Regions from separate parts of the Xenopus laevis genome. Here region 1 is linked to region 2. Evidence: chromatin contacts called from public Hi-C data. All regions are on one chromosome and are shown on one strand. Each heading gives the region's core, a stretch centred on a gene start, on an enhancer-like site or on the middle of the called end of the contact. The rest is flanking DNA. Distances are from core to core; before and after follow the strand shown. Region 1 overlaps plcb4.S (1-phosphatidylinositol 4,5-bisphosphate phosphodiesterase beta-4). Region 2 overlaps plcb1.S (1-phosphatidylinositol 4,5-bisphosphate phosphodiesterase beta-1).

Region 1 (6,787 bases), core at 1,231-3,730, 190 kb after region 2:
CCATCAAGTTCAACCTTAAGTCTATATATAACCTGCCTAACTGCTAGTTGATCCAGAGGAAGGCGAAAACCCCATTTGAAGCCTCTCCAATTTGCCTTAGAGGGGTTAAAATTCCTTCCTAAATCTGCAATAGGACCAGTCCCTGGATCAACTTGTACTATGAGCTATCTTCCATAACCCTGTATTCCTTCCCTTGCTAAAAAGCCATCCAACTCCTTAAAGCTATCTAATGTATCAGCCTGTACCACTAATGCAGGAAGAATTGTACATCTTCACAGCTCTCACTGGAACAAACCCCTTCCCAAAACTGAGCCAAACCCCCTTTCTTCTAATCGGAATGGGTGCCCACGTGTGTGCTTTTGGCACTGCACGTTACATTTCTATGTTAATGTCCCAGCTGATTTGTGACTCTCTATCGACACCCAGCGGAGATCGGAACTTCAACAGCTCCCCTTCAGATACAGCAGATTTTATTAGGATTTACTGAAAGTTTGTGCAGCTTGTTTCATGCCAGGAGCAGAGAGCTTACACTGGCTTTATGGAGCTTGGATGTCAAATTAGTGAAAGTAATAACGTTTCCAAACAATGCTTCAATAGGTCTTTTCATTCTGAAAGGTTAAAGGTTTTATTGATGACGAGACCCCTTCTGGGATATTTGTCAGTCTAAAAAGAGACACATGTTAAAAGGAGGAATAATCATGTGCTGCAATTTCAGCTTGATAATTAATCACTGGGTACAAGGAAGTCCTGCCCTCCCCAAGCCTCTCTCACATAGAACATTGTTATAAAAATAGATAAGTCCCTAATGTTCTCTCCCAGACCTTCCTAAGGAATGGCATGGGGATAGGGGGCTTCTGTTATTCTGGGAATACACTAAGGAGTATATTTATAAAGCTTTAATGAATTATACCAAAAAGTGGTGAGAAAACTGCTAAAAGGAAAATGTCCCCCTTTTTGGCGCAAGCTCATTCCATTGGGATTATGTAGAAAGGGTGCATTCCTGTATGTAGGTATACAACTATAAATAGACTTTTTACACCGACATACCTGATTCCACATTCCTGATTGAAAGGAAACCATGACAGTGGCTCGAAGGAACCAATTTTCAACTTTCGACTCACAAAGTCCTGCAGCCCCTCCCCTTGTTCTTTTGTGAAAGGAAGGATTGTGGGAAGTTCCTCTCCCTGCAGAGAATCTGTGCAGCTCTCGCTATCAATAGAAACAAGATGAGGGAGAAGTTGTATTACACCTAAGTGGGCTGGGGAGCTGTTCCCTAAGAGCACAGTAGTGATGGGTGGACTGGCCCAAAACCTGGGGAACCCACGGAGGGGAGGCTCAGAGGATCATTTTTTTAGTGCACAGCAATCCCCACCCATTAGAGCGGCTATTCGTCATCAGCCCGCGCGCTCTTTGTACACTTGCACCTGCCCCTCCAGTGACATCAGAGACAAAGCAGGGGGCATAAAACGGCAGCACTCTGGGTCAGGCTGGGGGTGGTTTGGAGTTGACATACAGACTATTATAGCTGGATCTTTTGTGTATGTTTAACCAAATGCATATACAGTGTATCTATATCTGATAAATTCATATTATTCACCGTGTTACACAGGCGGTGGATGAGCTCATGTCAAAAAGGGTCTGTTTTTTCCCTCTTGTCCTCTGACATGGGGTTATATATAAATTATACTGCATATATGCATTAGTATGAGCCATGACTTTAGTTGCCCTGCAATCCTATCACAAGTTAACCAGTAACGTTCTGCTTTTTCCTGTGGTCAGATAAGAGGATTCTGTTCTCTTACACCTTTTAGATTGGAATGTCATCGCACGAAATGTGTCAGTGCCCATCTCTCTATTAAAGATGCAAACATCTTTAAAAAGCAGGTCTGGACTGTGAATTAAAATCGGCCCTGGCATTTCAGGTACACAGAGGCCCAATCAGCCCACACAGAGGCCCAAACAGCCCCCACCAGCCCACTAAATACTGAGTTTCTATGGCACCTTATAGCAATCCCTCTGGCATTTGCCAGAAACCATAGATTGCCAGTCCAGGCCTGGTCAAAAGAGCAATTGCCATGTCAATAATAAACATTTGGTGCCAGGGCTTGATGTGGGGTCAGGGCCAGCCAATTGCTCCTGCTCGTTAGGAATGTGAATGTGGCAATTAGAGGGAAAACAAGTAATTGAAATAGCACAAAGGTTCATGTTGTCCGTTCATTATTTCTGCATTTCTTCCCTGGTTTTATTTCTGCAATTCAGCCAAGTGTGAAATGGATTTATAATACGTGTGAATGGAGCCAATTTATTGGACAAACCTGCAAAGCAAATTGAAATCAAGTGTTTAGCACAAAGATGTCGATTGGGAAGAGGCCGGGCAGGGAGTTAAAGGAGAGCGAAAGTCACATGCAGATGCCCCTTCTCTTAGAGCCTATAATCAAACTGCTAGGTCTCTAGGGGGCCTGATTATTATCCCATCAGTCACATGGGCCCCTAGTTAGACTGACCACTAGCATTCCCACAGACAAGCACACAGCTGAATACTGATAGTACAAAAGGATTTGCATTTTGTATGGTTAATTGTTATTTAATGTAATTGTTGAAAGACAGTGGCGCAAGTTACCCCACATTTGTACCTTTGTTCTTGCAATCCATGTTCTTTGTGCTTTGCTTGCACACTGTGCATAACCAACAAAGTTTTCAGTGTTATCATTGTTTTCCAGATGATCAGTATTTCTGTACATTGTTATTCCTACTATTATTATCAATGACCCATTCCACAGCACTTTACAGAGATTATCAGACACATCAGCCCCTGCCCCAGCAGAGCTTACAATCACATTCAAATCATATGGTCAATGTTATCAGCCGTGGGGGGAATCCCACGCAAACTTCTTACTGTGTTTTTTATTCACTGACTGGCCTGAAAATAGAAGATAAATGTGTTAGTGAGCATTAGATGACACGTGTGTAAATATGTATTTATGCTGTAGTTTTAGTACTTTCTGTTGCCCAATGTGTACAAGAGATTTACAGAATAACTGCAGAGTATATTGTACCGTTTCCATTGTAAAGTAACATGTGAGCAGTCTGGCTTTGCCCGTATGTGTAGCGTATATTTCCTTATATGTTCCGTGTGTTTGTCTGTCTTTCAGCAATGGGTAGAAGGGCTAAAATCTATCACGCATAATTTTAGAGCCAACAACGTCAGTCCAATGACATGTCTCAAAAAACAGTAAGTGTCCTTTTTTTTGTGTCTTTTGTTTTCTGTTTGTTTTTACCATGTGAATTTCCAAGCTCGGTCTGTTTTCACAGCAAAAACTCTTATTCTTCTTATTCTGTTTTTACATATGATATGTGTTCACATGACTTTAAGTTTAATATATTTTATACATTATGGGAACTATAGTAGGCCGTGGGACTTTTGTGACTATTTTATAAATCTCTATATCTTAAAGATCTTAAAGGGGAGGTTGCCAAATGAGCAGATCTTTCCCCCATATGCCCACCTTTAATTGGGCTGATCTTATCAGTAGGCTCTAGGGCACAACAATCGGATCACAATGAAGGAGATATAGGCATTTGGAGTAAAGACTGCATCAACGAGCCATATATTCATTGGGGAAGCCCATCGGAGGGCCCCACAAATGAACCAATAAGCTGCCAAGTCTTGAATGAGCCAATTAGCTGCCAAGTGTTGAAGAACAAGCCTGAAAGCCTCTGCTTTAGGAATTTTCTATATCAGTATTTTTCAAGGTAATTAATAGGGTGTGCTGGAATTAACCCCTCTTGCCTGTTTATGTATATATGAAACAGGTGCAATTGTAGCATGTGCCTCAGGTCACTCCACGTTTTCAGCTGTTGAGGTAAAGGGTGTTACACATGTAAACCTGGTGTGGGTGTTCATTCTGTTGCATGTGTACACCTCTTGTTTCTGCTCAGTGTTCTACAATGACCCACCCTAAGCTCCTACATAAAGTGCCATTGAGTCAATAGGAGTGAACATGATGTTTTTGGTTCAGTGCCACCTTTTGGGATTCATAATTTTTTCAGCTCACTCCATTTAGCTGATATTACAAATACATTCATCTATCCAAGTAAAAATAGTTCATACAGAAGAATTTGTCCCACTTGTACAGGGGCTGCCTATAGTTTGGTAGCACTTTCTTAGGGCACATGTAGATACTTAGAATATAATGACACAAAATGACAACAAATTCCAGATATACAAAATATTTTCTAAAGATCCATTGTGACTGGTCCCGTACAATACCTGTGCCACAAAGGCCATGAAAGTCCCAACCCTGGCACAGTGCAGTTGAGCATCAGTTGAGTATCAGTTGAATATAATTAGTTGAAGAACGTTAAGGCAACATTGCATGGGCCAAGCTTGAATGCCTCCCACTTAATCAACCCATGAGCTGAAGAGACAGAGAGGGGCATGCACTAAAGTCTACATTATTTCCACCTTTGTTTCTTTTAACTGAAAATATATTGAACACGTTGTGTTTTTTGTTGAATGTATTTATTGGCAGCAGGAAAAGTTATAACTGATAGATTCATTTTCTGTTTTAACCTAATTCCAAACAAATTAAGCAGTTGACTGAAGAACAGAAAAGGAATTCAATGATTCCAACAGAAAAAACAACAATAACAATTTTATTAGCTGTAAAGCTCAGGTTGATTTCTGTTTGATGAAAATGTGTCTTTTTGTTAAATGATTGATGTAGCCTTGCAGCTTTCGCCATGAAGGAAAGGAAGGAACGGTTACCCCAAAAAGCAGCTTTCCTCTTCTTGTCTGACATGAAGGGGCAGGTTTAGCAAATGAAGAGCTGGGGAAAACTGATGGATTCCTAGAAGCTCCATATTTTTCTCATTTAAGTGCTGAACACTTTGGGTATCAGCACTTTTGTGAATCAATTGAGAATTGTCAATTTATCAAAGAAGATACATTGGAATATGTTTGGCTGAACAGATTCTGAGATGAACCCCTTAATCCGTGCTGCAAATGGCAAGTGCAGAAGCTAATGAGATTATCAATGCCAGGTAAACTGGACTTCTTATATGTGGAGGCCAGAGTCTTGTGCACCCCCTTCTTCAGTTTAGAAATGCAGTACAAAGTATTGATTGGCACACACATGCTGGAATAAATATATGTTGCTTGTAGATAGTGATGGGGTTGTAAAGGTCCAGGGTAATGTGTATTTATAAATGGCCTCCCCACCTTTCTGAACATCATGTGTATCTTCTCCTAGAATACAGATAGAAATCCATAGCTTTGAGAAAGAACTGCCCTCTATTCATATGATGGGGGCAGGGGTCTGACAAGTGGTGTAACTGATGTTTTTTTCTTTTTTACCCTGTAACTTAGCTATTGGGTAAATATGAGCCTCATTCTGAATGGCCTTCAGACTAAAAACAAACACCTACTAACTCAGCCGAGTGCTTTTATCACCCCCCGATCCGCAGCTAAATACAGAGAACATTCTTGTTATGCCAAGGACACTGATTCTTTCACAGAATAAACACTTTGGTCGGAAAACAATTATATGCCAATATTATAGTCTAATATAAATGTGGCATTTAAGGCTAAAGCAGCCATGTGCATTGTCACCTAGGGTTGCAATTCCTCATTTAAATGGATTTAAATCCCCCAAAAAAAGCTTTTTGTTTGTTGGTATTTTTTTAGATATAATTTTTATATTAGCTATCCAAGAATGTAGTTTGAAGGGGAAAATATGTGTTCAATTACCTCTTACAGACAACATGAATGATGGGACTGCACCTGCAGTCTGACCGCATTTTGCTCCTCGTAAAAAAAATCTGATTGGCATCTGGGGATGCCTCTATGCCTTACCTGCATGCCCCTTACGAATACAGAGCTACCAAATGTATTCTTGGGGTGAACACTGGTCTCTTTGCTCAGCTTTTGTTGCTTCAGGGTTTGCATGTATTTGTTATAATAGCAAGCTTCTAGGTCAGTGGTTTTTGGACATATTTGGTTCAGGCCTCGTATTGAGACCAGATATTTGGTCAGGGTCTTCCATAATAAGTTTACACACTTTTGAAAACAGCACATCATTCATTCAGCCACAGTTCCTAGAACATCTTGGCGAACAAATTATGTTCTCCTACAAAATTCACCCAAGTTGACTTTCACATTGGCCTTCAGAAGTATCTATGTAGGAGAGCAAATAGACATTCAACAAAAAATCTCACCCCAGCTACTCTTCAGGCTGGGTCCCTAAAAATCAAGGTTATAAATCCCGTCGGGAATTGGCAGCCCACAGTTTGGGAACCACTTCGTCAGGTGATGCTCAAGCCAAACCTCTTATACGTTATTGTCTCTTTCAGAAATATTACAAAGTGCTGCTCCTGTAGGGTTAACAAATGTGAGATACATTTTCTTCATAAATGCTATTAAGCTTTAGTATTGAACAAGTTGGGAAGTGGGAGAATCAGTTCCAGCCTCACAAAATTCTTTTTAATATGTTCTAGGCTGGGAGTTTGTGGAACATAAATCAAAACATAAATACGTTTGTATATAATTATAATCTTACAATTCATCCAAAAACCTCAAAATGTGTTATTAATTATATTAATTATACTTTTTTTCTCTTCCCCCCCCCCCAAGCTGGATGAAATTGAAGTTTTTAACAAACATCAGTGGAAAGATCCCAGTACGGAGGTAATTGAATGAAATGACAGTTGACAGTTGTGACTTGGAATGAGGGTAAATGTATTAAAAGTGTCAGTGGCATCCAAACAGCAACAGCACTTACTATCACAT
Region 2 (7,323 bases), core at 4,073-6,572:
CTAAGCACCGTTTATAACGATATTACTTACAGAATATTCATGGCTCCCTCTCTCTATGTAAATGTACATTATATATGTTGGAATGGATTCCCATAGCAGAGTATCTTTTTGTAGATGTGATTGAAGCTTTATCAAATCCGATCCGGTATGTGAATTTGATGGAGCAAAGATCAAGGCAATTGGCTGCACTCACTCTGGAAGATGAAGAGGAAGTTAAGAAGGAGGTAAAGTTGTCCTTTGTGATACTGAATATAATGCAGGGTGCTAGCACTCTTTTATTGTGGTTATGTGATAAAACCAATCAGCAGGTAGCATTTTGGGGAAATAATTTGAATAACCTTATAACTGCCAATTCAGCAACTAAAAGTGGAAATGTAATTATATATTTTTTTATGAAGAGTGAACTCTTAAACAAATAAATATAGGTTTGCTGAGAGGGCTCTTCTAAGAACATTTGTAAAGTGCTTTATTTTTGTTTCTACTTTCAAGATATTAGCAGGTTTTTGTAAATGAAGCTTTTGTAATTCCACAGCAACTGACATGGGACAATAACTATCATTTATATGGCTCAAGTGATACATGAGCAATGCATTTAACAAAGGCTGTACGGTTTTACCACTGCTGATATAATGAATGAAATAACAGCGCCACCTGCTGTGCACTCACACTCACCAGAAAATTGAATTAGTGAGCAGCGCAAATTCATGTAATGTTTTTCTGTTTGAAGTTTATCAGAGGAATATCAGATGACAACAGGTGCCGCTGTTGTTGCAAATTTGTTATAATAACCCTGGAAAACCTGCTAATATCTGGAAAACTAGGGAAATATTTTAAATTGCAGATCAGAAGAGCATTCAAAATTTCTTTTGAGGCTTTCCATTTCCCCAATGAAGTGGGGCTGCAATGCCTGCCCCATGGTGGCAGTGGAACTTATTACCTGGATCTGTCAACCCTTTTCCGTTTTCCTGGGCCCCCTATATTTATACCCGGGTAGGAGTGCAAGAAGGGGGATTAATTGGATAATAATCGGAGCAAGGTTCTGGTCCGACCAGCAGGTTTCATTCTCCTGAAGGTGGAAAGTAAATAAACGAGGTCAGTTAAGCAGAATAATGGATGCCTGGGTCTATTGACTTCCCTGGCCTTACTAATAATAAATAATACATTTTTCATAGTTTTTGTTTGTTCTGCCCAGGCACTTCAGAATTCTTCAGAATTCTTCAGAATTCTATATTTTTAGAACATTCTTGCACATGAAACACATTCATTCAACTGAATTCACTTTGCTGTAAATTATAAATGATGTGCTGATTAGTGACCTACATTTTCTTCATTCCGAATCTTTATCCGCAAGTAAAGTTAACTCGGAAAATAATGTTGGGTTGGTGTTCCTGTGGCTGTGGCTCTGAATGAGGGCACACACTTGTGTCTCCAAAGAGCAAAGTTATCTGGGGCATCAGCCGCCGGGGAAACTATTTCAGTAGCGAGAACATCGTCTTTGACCTGTATGTATTTGCAGAAAAGAACGGTGTTCAGTAGTCGTGGGACGCAGCTCATTGTTTTTTAGTTTATCAAGGGATGGAAAGAACTGGAGCATGTGGAATCTCAGAAAGATTGTGTGCCACGATGTGCCCTTCGCTGCCTATACCAGCAAAAGCAATGCCGATGGGTCAAACCAAGGCATTTTGTTATGGATTTCACGACAACATTTTCACATGTCAGAACTCCCAATCTAAGCAATAAAAGCAAAAATTTTGTTGTTCAAATGCCAGGTCCATAAAAACCTTATGCGTTTTGTGCCTCAAGGTGCCATGCTCTGAATCTTCGGCTAAGGGAAGCAGGGCACCATAGAAAGTGTAACTTGAGCAGGCACTCACTCACTCACACACACAAACTCACAGCATGCAGAATAAAGTCTAAAAAGCAAAACATAGTGTTCAAATAACAAGAGCCTTACACATTTTGTGCCATACCCCAAGCCTTTAGCTAAGGGGAGCGGGACACCATAGAACACATAAATAGGGCTGGCACTCAAAAACCGCCCAGCAAGCAGAATAAAGTCTAAAAAGCAAAAAATATGTTATTGTTCAGGTTACAAGAGCCTTGCACATTTTGTGCCACAAGGTGCGACACCCCAAACCTTCAACTAAGGGTAACAGGACACCACTCACAAAAAAGTATTTTATTGTTTAAAGAATACAGTATGTCCGTGAATAGCCTTATGCATTTTGTGTGAGGTGCCACGCAATAAAACCAGCTAAGGGGAGCTGAAGGGGAGCCACTCACAAATCCCCCCAAGGTGCTGAATGAAGTATAAAAGGCATAAAGTATATTATAGTCCAAATAACTGGTCCACAGAGAGCCTTAAGCAGGTCAGGGTGTTCACTTTGTGAACCAAAGTCTGTTTATTTAGAGATGCAGTAATCTCTCTGTGGAGAGTATGGCAGTGCCAGCATAATGGACATGTGCGTAGGGTGCAACGGTGCAGGGTGCTGAGCCTCTTCTGCCTGCATTCCCCTAGTCACTGCCAGGGGCATGCAAGGTGACAAACAGTGATGGGAGCCTGTCTTGGGTGCCCACACCTTTAGGCTCTAGGGCCTAACATTATTCCGTATGATAGATCCTGTGTCAGAGGGTCTTTTTTCTATTCCTGTGTCTGTTGCTTGTGACCTTCACCAAGTTCATTTATAATTCTGTGTCTCATGCACAAGAAATGTGACACACATATGTGTCCTGTACAGCAATCCAGAAAGCCAAAGGAAAAATTCCAGTTGAAGATGATTGTAATCCTCTTGAATGTTTGTTGTGTGAATCCTTTCCAGTTCAATCAATGGAGAGAAAGATTAAGGTATCATCTTAGTGTAAAATGTAGTGAACAAGTTGACCACTAGATGGCGCCGTATCTTTAAACCCATGTTAAGGAAAGCAAGTAGCGTAGGCCTTCCACCCTATTAAAGAGCATCCTATATAGCACCCAAAGAATGGCAGGGCTTACACTCTGTACTGGATGTCACTGTATAAGAAAGGCAAAAGAAAAAAAAAGGATCAAATAACTGGGTCACGGTGCCACAATGAGAATCACTGCATTAGGTGAATTTTCTTTCTTCGATGGTGCTTTATTAACTCTGCTTATTGGAGATTCAGTTTATACAAATGTACAAGGTGCTACAGAACGAATAAAGGGAATTGCAACTGAAACACAGAAAGAAATCTGCAGGTCTAACCCACAATCTGGAGTTAAGCAGCTGCTATAAACAATAAAAAGTCAATATTTGTACACAAAAAAGAAGAAGAAAGCTCACGGTTTGCCTTTAAAGACAATTCTTCCAAAAAATTAGGTGTTAGTACCACACTTTGACCAAAATATGTAAGCTCACGTACCACGTCAAGGCCTCTCATTGTCCTACACTATCCATTAGCATTCTAAGTATGTAGTGCATTTAAAATGAAGCAACCAATGTGACTAAGTAATAAGACCAGTTAACATACATCTATAAATCATTTTAAAGGCTGAACGTCATGTATAGGCAAAATTTGACTATGATTTGTACACAAAACATAGAAAGATAATTGCCAGCACTCGGTCTAACTCACAATCTGGAGTTGACTAGCTGCTATATATGATATATGCCAATATCTGTAAACAAAAAAAAAGAGAAAATTGCACTGGAATTGCAAGTCTGCTTGATGTCTCTAAGGGAAACTCCCTGGTGCACACACGGGGCTATGTGACATGTTTAAATCAAATTTCCATCCGGTGTCCTGCTTTCATATGTAGCGTAACAGCTGGAGAGCTGCAGACAAAATTTTCCCTTTATAAATATTTATTTAGGGGTTTTGCAAATAACCAGATAAAGGGAGTGGCTTGTGGTATCTGAGACCTTTGCACCTATAGGACCAGTGCTTCTGACAGATCCACAGATGTCCTATGAAATCCAAGCAATTTCTGCCCATGTGCATTCCACTCCATACATTGTTATACCCTTTCCGTCTCCACCCTGCTGGGGGGTAAATGTATATAGTTGAACCAAGAGAGCTGACATGTGTTAAAATTCAGTGCTGTAGTGTATGTACGGGGCTGTCAAATAGTGCACTCATAATGGTGCTTTATAGAGCAGGAGCTTGTAGGGAGGTGGTAGGGGCATCCCATAGATACATTCCTCTGTTGGTGGAGTAAAGTGTGTGTTTGGATTGGAAACCTGCTAGCATTGGATATAGGCACCAGTTGCTTAGGGCCATCAATGTAGGAGGGGGGTTGGTACCAGTGAGTCAGGTTGGTACTGGTGGTATATAAAGGCTGGAATGCATGTAGCGCCTGGAGTGAAATAAGTCCTATGGAGAAGGACAGACTTGGAATGAGACCCTCTTAGTTGGGGGAGAAGGAATAGTAGTGGAGTTTGGGGATAGTGCCAATTCCCAATTTACGGTACCCTGCCATGAGTTAAATCTATGAGTTAATTGTGCTGCGCCCATCCACAGTTATTTGTTGTGGCAACCAAATTGCTCAAAAATGGAGGAAGAAAATGCACTTTGATGAGAAAAAATGTGTTTTGATTTTTATAAACATGAAAGAAAGACAAGAAACACTTACAGACTTTATTTAACCCATACTACTACAGCGCATAACACCGGCACTGCTTAATCTGCCCTAGTCCTATACCAAATTTGTATTTGTTAGGACCATTTGAAAACAGATCTGAAAACAGATGTTTGGCCCCTGATCCGCACCAACCTGCAATATAAATATGGGTGGCTCCAGAAAGATCTGGGTTGGCTGAAAGGTCTGCTAATAATTCTCCAGCATAAATCAGATATACGACTTGATGTGACATATGATTTAGAAATGTTTGCTATGTGATTTATGCTACAGCGTATCCATGGCTTATAATTGTGGCGTAATTAGAGGTGTAAGACGGATGGTTAGGTGTTTAATCATGATGTACAAATGGTGTATTACTGCTACTTCAACCTAACATTTGTTTTCCTGCTGCAAAAACCCAACCATGCTGTGTGCCAGTCGTGAATGGCAAATTGCTGGAATGAGAGCGGGGGAAATGCGTCAGTGACTCATAACATGAGAGTGTTGGTTGCAGGTTTGGTTGAGAAATGCACAAACACATTTCTGAATATAAATAACTGGATAGTTGGATTGGTTTATAACAGTGGTGGTTTCTACTTTAATACACTTTTTTTGCTTCTTGTTGCAGGTAGAAGCCGGGGAGGCCCCATCAGAGGCAAACAGTGAGCCCAGGCCAGCTCCAGCAGAAAATGGCTTGAATCATGCTTCCACCCTCACCCCCAAGCCAACGTGCCCAACTGTACAGAGTCAGCCTGTTCCAGGTAAGGTGCTGCTCCATGTACTGTAAGGTGCTGCTCCAGGTAAGGTGCTGCATTAAAATTAAAAACCCTCAACTGGGCCAGCGGGGATCACTATTACACACTGGCTACCAAAAATAAACTACAACCAATGTATAATCCAGAGGCGTAAATACAGAGGAAGCAGACCCTGTGGTTGCAGGGGGGAACGGGAGATAATTTTGAGCAATTTCAATATATATCGGTAAAACAGGACAACCTCTGGATATTTTGGGGGTCCTAAAATATATTTGCTGTGGGGCCCAGTAACATCTAGTTACGCCACTGGTTTAAACGTTATCCATGCAAACCCATAGCCAGTAATCCTGCAGGACCCCAGGGCCAGGAATCGAGTCACTTTTCTTTCTGATTAGAATCACAAGACACCATGAAGGGTCTGTTGCATTTAAAGTGACTTTACATAGTCTGTGTTTCTAATTCAGTGTTATTCTTTTGATTCTTTAAGAGCCTGTCAGCATAGGAACTTTGTCCTACAGCTTTCCTTGCCCCTACTCACCTGCAATAGAAAGGCTACAATAAGGATGTGCATATTTCTTGTGTTGCCTTTAACCTGTCTATTTAGATGGCTCCTCTAATGGCCCCCTATTAGACATGTGCTTGTGCACTTGCATAATTCAAGGCCAAGTGTATTCAACAAATTGCAATGCACACAGAGACTTATTTGAACCCACCTGCCTCTCTGCCCTCACACTTTTCCGAGAGGTTTGCTTTGCTCACATGAGCAAAAAGAAAACAGTGGGATTGTTGGCTTTCACATTGGGCCTGTAGTTTTGTTCATGGTACTGAATGTTGCGAAAATGTGATGTAATACAATGCCGAGTTATGACATTGCCCGAACAATGTGCTCTTGTAACACCCAGGTTCTGTGAAGGTTCCTGCTAAAACAGAAGATCTCATATTAAGTGTCTTAACAGGTAAATGTACAATCATTGCTCTTGTTATTCAAATGCAAATCCCCTATATACCTAAGCATAATATGTTCATTTAAACACCATGCCATCTAAAGAGCATCAGGTTGTCCATCTGGGTTATATTCTTGACGATTCCCTTGAGGAACCTAAACCTCAACTGAATAAACCTTTTTTTTTCACCATTTCTAAAATTCCAAGAACGAGCCAATTAATTTTGGTTATTTGTGATTATTTCAACTCAACACTTCTGGGGTTTCTATCGTAACTATACGAGTGATGAGCGAATCTGAAAAATCTAAAAAATTTGTGAAACACAACGGGTGTCAACATTTTTTTACACAACAAATTTTTATACACACTACAAATGCAATAAAGTCAATGGATGTTTTTTTTTGTGCCAATTTTTTTGTCTAGGCGACTTTTTTGTTCTAATGGGCGTTTTTTTTTCTTATGGCGACTTTGTTGTCTCAGTGACAATTTTGTGGCTTTTTTATCACAGCAAAATCTTTCACGGTGGATTGTTGCCGTTTCGTGAAAAAAATTGCAGATGGCGAAATGCAGAAGTTTGTCACAAATCCACGCCTGCCGGAAAAATTCATTCATCGCTAAAAAATACCAATTTAACCCCCATGTATAATAAAAGCCACCAGGTTTGCCCAGGAGCAGTAACCCACGGCAACCAATCAAATGTTTAAGCTTTTAAACAGGTAACCAGTAAATGCTACCTGTGGATTGTTTGCTATGGGTTACTGCACCAAGACAGACATATTGCCTTTTATTAAAACCCCCCCAAGTTGTTAATTATGAACCATTTTATTTAAATCTACCTACCAGAAGAAATGTACCAGAATAAATACTTTGATTAACCATTATTAAGGTGACCATCGATATAAAGATCCGCTCGTTTGGGAATTTCACCAAACACCATATGTAGACAATAAGGGTGGTCTGATCGTGGGACCGCACCAACTAACAGATTCGGCCGTGATCCGACTGGATTTTTAGCCCTGCCCGATCGATATCTGCCCGACTTTTGGCC

Evidence for each region. A called contact is a pair of places that touch in the nucleus more often than the background predicts.
Region 1: a contact with region 2 is called in a Hi-C map of the XTC cell line, with 3 times the contacts expected there. The contact joins two enhancer-like sites. A contact is called at or near these places in 2 of 4 Hi-C or Micro-C datasets (the XL177 cell line and the XTC cell line).

What each region holds. Positions count from the first base shown.
Region 1 is chr5S:26,978,616-26,985,402 of Xenopus_laevis_v10.1, forward strand. plcb4.S (1-phosphatidylinositol 4,5-bisphosphate phosphodiesterase beta-4) reads left to right here. Exons shown (of 41, transcript XM_018265087.2): 9 at 3,153-3,232; 10 at 6,632-6,685. Among protein-coding and RNA genes, the nearest start is that of plcb4.S, 90 kb to the left of the region's middle. Within about 2 kb of position 2,481, at least 1 of the 7 cell types and tissues checked has an H3K27ac peak or open chromatin away from gene starts, as enhancers often do.
Region 2 is chr5S:26,785,704-26,793,026 of Xenopus_laevis_v10.1, forward strand. plcb1.S (1-phosphatidylinositol 4,5-bisphosphate phosphodiesterase beta-1) reads left to right here. Exons shown (of 32, transcript XM_041564338.1): 23 at 115-224; 24 at 5,205-5,337; 25 at 6,234-6,287. Among protein-coding and RNA genes, the nearest start is that of plcb4.S, 100 kb to the right of the region's middle. Within about 2 kb of position 5,323, at least 1 of the 7 cell types and tissues checked has an H3K27ac peak or open chromatin away from gene starts, as enhancers often do.